3 separate regions of the Zea mays genome follow, and all the other regions are linked to region 3. The links are chromatin contacts, called in public Hi-C maps. All regions are on one chromosome and are shown on one strand. Each heading gives the region's core, a stretch centred on a gene start, on an enhancer-like site or on the middle of the called end of the contact. The rest is flanking DNA. Distances are from core to core; before and after follow the strand shown.

Region 1 (3,040 bases), core at 90-2,589, 220 kb after region 3:
ATCCTAGCTTTATTGATGATGCTCTGAAGAAGGTCGGCTGCCAGGACAAACAACAGGGGTGAAAGAGGGTCGCCCTGTCTCACCCCTCTCCTGCAATGAAAAGGCTTACCAGGAACTCCATTAAGTAACACTGAGGAAGTGCCAGAGTGAAGAATGCTCCGAATCCAGTTGATCCACTTAGGGCTGAAGCCTTTGTGGATAAGAACCTGGATAATCAACTCATGCTCAATCATGTCAAAGGCTTTCTCGAAATCAAGCTTGAGTACAATGATCTCTTTTTTTGAGGAGTGACAAAGGTGAATATATTCCAAGGCCCATGCCAAGCAGTCTTGAATGGACCTCCCCTTGATGAAACCATACTGATTCTTGTGAACTAGCCGGGGCATGAACGGTTGCAGACGATTTGCCAGCAGCTTCGTTAAGATTTTCATACTATTGTTTAGAAGAGAAATTGGCCTGTAATCCCCCACCTTCATAGGACTCTCAATCTTAGGAATCAAGACAATGAATGATCCGTTGATACTTCTGAGGCAAGCCTGGTCATGAAAGAATTTGTCACACAGATCATAGAAATCGGGGGCAATGACATGCCAGCACTTTTTGATGAAGTTTGTATTAAAACCATCTGGCCCTGGGGATTTATCTGAAGGTAGGAGCTTTATGATGCTATCAATTTCCAGCTTAGAAAATGGCTGATCTAGCCCCTGTAATTGCTCATTGGAAGTTAAAATTTCTGATAGGTCAAACCCAATATCAGAAAAGTCGGACGACCCCAGTCTGCATTTGAAAGCCTCCCAGAGAAGATTAGACTTATGTTCATGTTCAAAGAATATGGTCCCATTGTCATCAGTCAAAGCAGAGATTGAATTTTTCCTGTGTTTATTCCATTACGCACATAAGTTCAAATTTTATTAATATCAAAAAAATGAGTATTAAAAATGAGTATATGAATTCTGTTATTATTGTAGATATAGAGTACCGAATTTAGAGGACGTTGTTGGAGTTGGCGAAGATATAGAGGACGGAATTTTTTAGAGGGTTCTGTAAATGACAGAGAATATTTCTTTAGAGGATAGAATTTAGGGGGCGTTGCTGGATACAGCCTGTACCTTGTCTGAGGGAGCGTAACTGCTAAAAGTTTACGCGGTGGATACACGAGGGACAAAAAAAAAAGTTGGAGGTCAAATGGACTCGGGGAGCCGGAGGGAAGCGGCGACCGCGCGAAGGATGCAGCGCCACGGCGGTCGGCGGCGTAAGCGTAAGCGACGCGCACTCACGCCGCCGCCCGTCTCCTTCGGCATGGAGGACCTCTCCGCTTTGACTCTGTTTACCGCGCACAGATACCATTCCGGAAGGGACCCAGACGCAGCCTACACCTGCACGGCTGCACCGCAGGGAGGCGCCATCTGACCCGGCCCCGGCGGCGCTGGCTGCCCCGTCGCCCCCAGACCCACCCAGAGGAATCACGCAGATATTGCCTTCCCCCGTGGCATGCACCCACCGACCCACATGCGCGCGCGCGCACCCATCGGGAATTCCGGACCCGATTCGCTTTCCTATTTCATTCCACTCCACCCGCTTTTGGGTGTGTGGACGATGCATGGGGAGAGAGAGAGGGAGCGGGAGAGTCTCCTCCTCCTCCCCGACCGGAGCGCCGGTGCCATGGAAGGGGGCGGCGAGCACCACCACCCGCTTAGCGTATTCCTCCGGGACGCGAGGTGAGCCCGCCCATCCATGACCACGGGGCATCTGCTGGTCTTCATCGCCACCCCAGCAAAACTAAGGGTTCAAATTTAAATAGCCCTTATATTTTCCCTTCTTCCCGTCTCCAGGCTCGCATTCAGATGGGACGAGCTCGGTCAGGAGATCATGAGGATCGCGGTGCCCGGCGCGCTCGCGCTCATGGCTGACCCAGTCGCCTCCCTCGTCGACACCGCCTTCATTGGCCACATAGGTTTGCTCTTGCTCTCTTGCCTTCTCTTCATCTGTTTCACGTACATAGTACATATAGTAGTAAAAAGATAGGAGAGATTGGAAACTGCGCGACAAGTACCATGCTCTGCATCCACTTGTTCAATACGAACCTATCGTTGTCAAACGCAAACGCAACCACGAGGACGTAGTATTATTTTGTCTATTGGTTCACATCTGTTTAAGCCCAGCCAGCCAGCCAGCCACCGGCTGACATGCCCACCTTCCATTTCACGTTGTCACAAGAAGGCTTTAATAGAGAGCCCTGGCGTCTTTTAGGAATAAAATCATATGTGCAGCCAGCGTGCATTACTGCGAAAAGTTATGATGAAGCCGGGTGCATCGGTGTGTTTTATTAGGAAACAGAAATTAGAGGGCACTGAGTAAGATATCAATATCCAACAGGCGTAAGCTGATTACTTCTTGCTTATTCTTCTTCAGCACCCCCCCACCCCACCCACAAAAGTAGTGTGATTCTCTTGAAACGATAGATATGAAGTTTGGTTGCTCTTTTATATATGTATATTGGTTGCTCTGATGTTTTTTCATTTGTGATAACCAGGTCCAGTTGAACTTGGAGCTGTAGGTGTATCAATTGCCGTGTTTAATCAGGTCTCAAGAATTGCAGTGTTCCCACTTGTTAGCGTCACAACATCATTTGTTGCTGAGGAGGATGCTATGTCCAATGGCAGAGACAATGACAAAATACATCAACAAAACGAACGCAATGTTTCGGTCAGTGAAATGGATGAACTGATTCCTCCTGAAGGTGATCTTCTTCTTCAAAAAAGCATGGACAGATGGCCACTCCATATTCTTCTTGACACTTCAAAATTTACTTGCAGGGGCTAGTGCCAGTACCAGCATATCGTCTTTTGAAACTGATTCATGTGAGGTCAGTGTTGAGCAGAAGAGGAAAAATATTCCATCAGTCTCTACAGCACTACTACTTGGTGGGGTGCTTGGCCTACTTGAAACCCTACTGCTTGTTCTCTCTGCAAAACCTATCTTAGGCTACATGGGTGTAAAACCGGTAATAATTTATTTATTCCTTCTTGTCTATTAATGT
Region 2 (3,082 bases), core at 377-2,876, 130 kb before region 3:
CAGGATATGTGTAACTAAATTGTAGTCTGAGCATACAAGGTACTCACAGCTTGCATACGGGTGCGTGGAATCCCATCAAGAATGAACCCATTTTCACCCTTGTTGTATCCGTCCTCAAGCCGCTTCGTCAGCAACCCAAATATGATGTCCTCCGGCACAAGCCTCCCTTCATTCACAGAGTTTGCAATCTGTGTATAGGCAAATGGAACTAAATCAGCCCACTTCGACACACCCTTAGAGACCCCTTTGACATATTCAGCGTATTCAGGAAATATTATATAAATATATGATAGTTTCTGGAGTGATTGTAATTTCTACGTGCCCCCGAATTAGACTGTTCCGATGTGCAGACAGTTGAACGAAATGTGCAGATACAGTGCAGGAAACAGACATATGCAGGGTACAGCATGAAGGCCAAATGAAAGGCTGCATATACTGTCTGCAGCCGCCACAGGCCGGCAGGATGGAATTTTCCAAACTTCCAATGTAACCATACCAAATCCCAAAACTGCCCCCCCCCAAAACATTGTGTGGGCACAGACAAATTACCCGTCCACGAAGGTGGACCATCACGCGGGGAAGACATGGCCAGCACGCTCTTCTGCTGTCACCATGATATTCAAACATCGAATATAAGTCCAGAAAAAAAGAAAGTGAATTGCGGCCTTCATACAAAGACTGGGAAATTACGGCCAGCGCTAAGAAAATTATTTGTTTTGCAAAATAGTTAGTGGAGAAATAAGGGAATATCTGTTAGTAAATTGGCTGGTCACAAGAAAAGCTTGTGGTTTTACACGAGCTGAGGCAAATATCTTCGGAGATCAGAAGAGTGCGTAGCTGTGTCACGAGAAATTTGCAGATGGGCCAAACAAAAAGCAGCCAGAAGACTAACTAGTCTCCATGCAATTAATATGCATAATGATTTCCATAAGAAACACAAGCAGCTCCGGGACAGATCAGGCAAAATGTCCTCAAAGAGAAGATCCCTCCTCGTGCCCAAAAAGAGCAGCTAGGGACATAAATCAGTTAAACGGCTCGATCGAAGCTAGGACGAGCAAGACCTCCCAAGATCGCGGAATTAGCGCAGCTGGAACGCAGACAAAGAGAGGGAGGGGCGCGGGAATCGGGAGCTGCCCCAGAGCGCCGAGCGAGGGAACAGGAGCCACCCACCTTCCTGTAGAGTTGCGAGGAGGGGTTGAGCTCCTGCCTGAGGAGCGCGCCCATGGAGATGTAGGGCACGGCGAGCACCTCGGCGAGGCGCGCGGCGTGGGCGTGCTTCTGCGGGCCAGGGCGGCCCATGACGACCCACTGCACGCCCCCGGGGCCCCCGCCGGCGGGGTCAAGGCCGGCGGCCGGCGCCGAGGCGCGCGCCTCCTCCTCGCCGTCCTGCTCCCAGTCGGACCACCACTCCTCCATCGCGGCCGCCGCCGCCGCCGCGAGCCTCCGGTGTGGGGCGAGGGCGCGCCTGGGGAGGGCGGATCGGGCTGCGGCGAGCCGCAGGAGGGCGGCCATTCCTTGCCTAGCTGGCGGCGGCTAGGGTTTGCGGGGGTTTTGGGGGCGGACGCGGAGGTCGTTGGGTGCGGGGCGTGGGAATTTTTATGTGCAACAAGGTGCGGGAAAGGTGGAAGGGGGAGGTGAGGTCGCGCTGCTCTCTCTGTGGTGTGGGCGGGCGTGTCGTGTGCCCGCCCGTTTGGTGCCCATGTCGGATAAGGAGCCATTGGCAATTTTGCCATTATCATTTGTGGGTTTCGCCAATATGCTATCGGACCCACAAATCATAGACACAGACGGTCCCACCAGTCATAGACACGGGATGGCATAATAACAGACAGCCAAAATTGAGAGTGGCAAAATAGCAAATTTCTCGTCGGATAAGAGAGGACGAGAGGGACAGAGAAAAGGCCTCTAGCCGGGCCGGGCCGGGCCGGCGGACCGGTCAACTGTTCAGCTGTGTACCCGGTGGCCGACGACTGTGAGGACGGAGTCGGAACCATAATGGGCTGGGCTGGTGGGAGGTGGCAGAAAAGCAGACTGGCAATGGTGGTCCAGCCCGAAGTAGTCCTCCTCGCGCTCTCCAGCAGCGCCACGAACGACGGCGGCTTCAAGGTGCGGGAAAGGTGGAAGGGGGAGGTGAGGTCGCGCTGCTCTCTCTGTGGTGTGGGCGGGCGTGTCGTGTGCCCGCCCGTTTGGTGCCCATGTCGGATAAGAGAGGACGAGAGGGACAGAGAAAAGGCCTCTAGCCGGGCCGGGCCGGGCCGGCGGACCGGTCAACTGTTCGGCTGTGTACCCGGTGGCCGACGACTGTGAGGACGGAGTCGGAACCATAATGGGCTGGGCTGGTGGGAGGTGGCAGAAAAGCAGACTGGCAATGGTGGTCCAGCCCGAAGTAGTCCTCGCGCTCTCCAGCAGCGCCACGAACGACGGCGGCTTCAAGGTGCGGGAAAGGTGGAAGGGGGAGGTGAGGTCGCGCTGCTCTCTCTGTGGTGTGGGCGGGCGTGTCGTGTGCCCGCCCGTTTGGTGCCCATGTCGGATAAGAGAGGACGAGAGGGACAGAGAAAAGGCCTCTAGCCGGGCCGGGCCGGGCCGGCGGACCGGTCAACTGTTCGGCTGTGTACCCGGTGGCCGACGACTGTGAGGACGGAGTCGGAACCATAATGGGCTGGGCTGGTGGGAGGTGGCAGAAAAGCAGACTGGCAATGGTGGTCCAGACCGAAGTAGTCCTCCTCGCGCTCTCCAGCAGCGCCACGAACGACGGCGGCTTCAGGTACGCCGTCTCGGCACCACGAACCGCGCCCACACCACGAATTGGCTACGCGGGCACGCCGCCGCTGTTCGAATTCGCCGCCGGGTGGTGGTGGTGGTGGAGGAGGAGGAGACGAGACACCAGCTGCTGCAGCTTCTTGGTGTCGCCGCCGCCCATCTCCTGCTCGCGCAGGCAGCATGGCTAGTTATTGCAAGTCGTACAGGCGGCCGTACCTCCCTATAGCGCGCCAAGCTAGAACTTGTGGTTGTTATATTGCCCGGCTAGCTTTGCTGCGCGCGTGCTCGATCGATGGATCATAGCAGCAATGAATGAATTTGC
Region 3 (2,878 bases), core at 277-2,776:
TAGCCAGTCTACAGCTAGCTAGACGCGGCGTAGGTTTGACCTTTGAGCTCCCATCCAGTGTGTGTGTGCGCTGTGCGGGCAGTGCGGCGCACGTCGTCGCGGGGCCGGCCTCCGCCTCTCGCGGGTAGGCCGAGGTCGTCCGCCCGCCTCTCCGGCTTCGGGACAGCGTAGCGTTGACGGAGTGGCAGCGGTAGTGGCCGGCAGGCAGCACGTAGTAGTAGTACGGCGTTCGTGCGGCTCCGGTCGTCCTCCCCGACGTGCCGGGGCGTGCTTCCGTCCGGCCGCGTCGTGCGCCCGTCGCCCGCGCACGACGAGCAACGTCCACCAGGGAGGCAGGCAGCATCACGGTCACGTGATCGGTGATCCACCACGGCACGGCAGCACCGGAGCCTGGACTGGCAATGGCCTGCTCTCTGCTCGCGCCTCCATCCCATCCATCGGGATCGGAATCGAGTCCGGCATGCCGCCGGCCTTTAATTGCCGGTCATGTATGGCGCATGGCATGGCTGCTGGGCCTGGGCGACGCCACCTCGTACGCATCCCGCCCCATCCTGGGCGTCCGTTCCATTGAATGCGCGCGCGCGTGGGCCAATGCACTGCCTGCTACACCGGCGGCCGTACTCGTACGGGAGGGGCACGGCGTCGCGTGATCCTGGCCTGCGCCGCCATAAATGCACCTCCGGATCCGTCGAAGATCCAGCCGGCACGCCGGTACACCACGCGCCCCGCCATCAAAGCTCCATCGATCGCCGCCGCTGGAGGGAGGAGGAGTGTATGCCACCGCCGTGAAGAGGCGGTCCTGTACCATACTACCATTCGCTGCACAAGTTGCAGCTAGGGCTGCAGTCGCGGCGAGGTTTTAATTTCAAATCCCCAAATCATCCGGACATGCTACACTAAACACTGGCCACTAGTAGTATGATGTGTTGTTTTGTTTGGCAGGCCCCCTCTTGATTGTTTTTTTAAGACGGCCGGCCGGCGCTCGGGGCAGCTCGGTCCGGTCGCATATTCGAGCGGAGCTCTGTCGGTTTTGTCTCTTCCCATGGAGCTTTTTCACTCCTATCCTATCCTATCCTTTCCCACCCAAAAATCGCCCGTTTGGAGCCGGGCACCACTCCAAACGCTGCAAATAATCCGTACCACTACGTACCGTATGCCGCTGCTCGCTTTGTCTTAACCACCGTCCCGTTCCGTCCCGTGCCGTCCCTTCCGTGCTGTCGGAGGCAACTCCGTGGGCCTGCCGCCTGGTCCCACCCCGCCAGCTGCTGCTCTGTACTAATCCAACATTGCCTGCTCGCGTTTGCATTGCTAGTACTGTAGTATAGTATTTCGACAAACAAGGAATTTTTGTCGCGGGATTAATTAAGCCGGACGCAAAGGAGAGCGGCATGCAAGTGCAAGGCAAGGAGGAACGGGCACAGAGCACGCAGGCCCTCCACGTGGCGCCCACAAAACCTGCCGCGCGGGACCCACGACGGACCCCCCCTCCGTCCCCGGCCTCCACCCTCATAAATCCCCGCCCGCCCCGACACACCAGCCCCCGCCCACGCATTCCGATTCCAAATTGAACAGCTCTGCTAGCTCAGACACAGGTGGGGGGAGGCGGCGGCACGGCAGCTGCAGCAAACTACAAGGCGGCGAGCAGAGGCAGAGCCGCGCCAAAAGCGAGGGGAAGCATCCAAGCCTCGGGCGATCCCGCCGAAGCGCCCTCGTCCGCTTCGTCCCTGCTGTCAGAGCCGCCGCCGCGGCGCGCGGGCGCGCGTGCTTGCTTTTATATACAGGCGACCCGCGTGCCCGGGCTCTTCGTTGCCTGCCTCTGACTCTGCAGTCTGCACGCACGCACTCACCCAGGCGGAGCACGAGAGAAGCCGGCCGGCGGCGATGGAGTGGCTGGATGAGTACGAGAAGCTGGTGATCCGGATGAACACGCCGCGGGTGGTCATCGACAATGCCGTCTGCCCCACGGCCACGCTGGTGCAGGTGACCCCTCCGCCTCTGGTTCTTGGGCGCGCAACTAGCGCTCGTGACTCGCAGTGGTTGCTGACACCGTGCTGCAGGTGGACAGCGCCAGGAAGCGAGGGCTGCTGCTGGAGGCGGTGCAGGTGCTGGCCGACCTGGACCTGTCCATCAACAAGGCCTACATCTCCTCCGACGGGCGCTGGTTCATGGACGTCTTCCACGTGACCGACCGCCTGGGCCGCAAGCTCACCGACGCCAGCGTCATCGCCTACATCCAGCAGTCCCTGGGCACGTGGGTCGAGCCGGCGGCGGCGGCGCCCCCCGAGGGGCTGACGGCGCTGGAGCTGACGGGGCCCGGGCGCGCGGGCCTGCTCTCCGAGGTGTTCGCCGTGCTGGCCGACATGCAGTGCGGCGTGGCGGACGCCCGCGCGTGGGCGCACCGCGGCCGCCTCGCCTGCGTCGCCCACCTCCGCGCGGACGACCCTGCCGACGGCGACGGCGACGGCCGTGTATCTCGCATCCTGGCGCGCCTGAGCCACCTGCTTCGCGGCGACGGCGTGGTTGCCCCGGGCGCCGTGGCCGCCGTGCCGGCCTCCGGCGTCGCGCACGCCGACCGCCGCCTGCACCAGCTCATGTCCGCCGACCTGCACCGCGCGGCGCCGGTCCCTGTCCCGGTCCCGGCCCTGGCGCCCGCCGTGTCCGTGCAGAGCTGGGCCGAGCGCGGGTACTCCGTTGTCACCGTGCAGTGCGGCGACCGGCCCAAGCTGCTGTTCGACGTGGCGTGCACGCTCCACGACATGGACTACGTCGTGTTCCACGGCACCGTGGACACCGCGGCGGGGCGCGCGCGCCAGGAGTTCTACATCCGGCGCGCCGACGGCAGCCCCATCCGGTCCGAGGCCGAGCGCGAGATGCTCAC

The links. Hi-C and Micro-C count contacts between places; a contact is called where the count stands out from the background.
Region 1: a contact with region 3 is called in a Hi-C map of ear, with 2.4 times the contacts expected there. The contact joins the promoter of LOC100322876 here to the promoter of LOC103628982 in region 3. A contact is called at or near these places in 3 of 25 Hi-C or Micro-C datasets (ear, leaf and tassel).
Region 2: a Hi-C map of endosperm shows a contact between it and region 3, with 3 times the contacts expected there. The contact joins the promoter of LOC100282668 here to the promoter of LOC103628982 in region 3. A contact is called at or near these places in 4 of 25 Hi-C or Micro-C datasets (ear, endosperm, leaf and 1 more).

The regions. Positions count from the first base shown.
Region 1 is chr6:11,147,856-11,150,895 of Zm-B73-REFERENCE-NAM-5.0, reverse strand. LOC100322876 reads left to right here and starts at 1,339. Exons shown (of 13, transcript NM_001170581.1): 1 at 1,339-1,718; 2 at 1,833-1,954; 3 at 2,534-2,740; 4 at 2,817-3,004. The coding sequence starts at 1,492.
Region 2 is chr6:11,502,143-11,505,224 of Zm-B73-REFERENCE-NAM-5.0, reverse strand. LOC100282668 reads right to left here and starts at 1,626. Exons shown (of 4, transcript NM_001155576.2): 1 at 1,171-1,626; 2 at 48-188. The coding sequence starts at 1,512.
Region 3 is chr6:11,371,392-11,374,269 of Zm-B73-REFERENCE-NAM-5.0, reverse strand. LOC103628982 (ACT domain-containing protein ACR8) reads left to right here and starts at 1,526. Exons shown (of 3, transcript XM_008650178.3): 1 at 1,526-1,980; 2 at 2,058-2,878. The coding sequence starts at 1,882.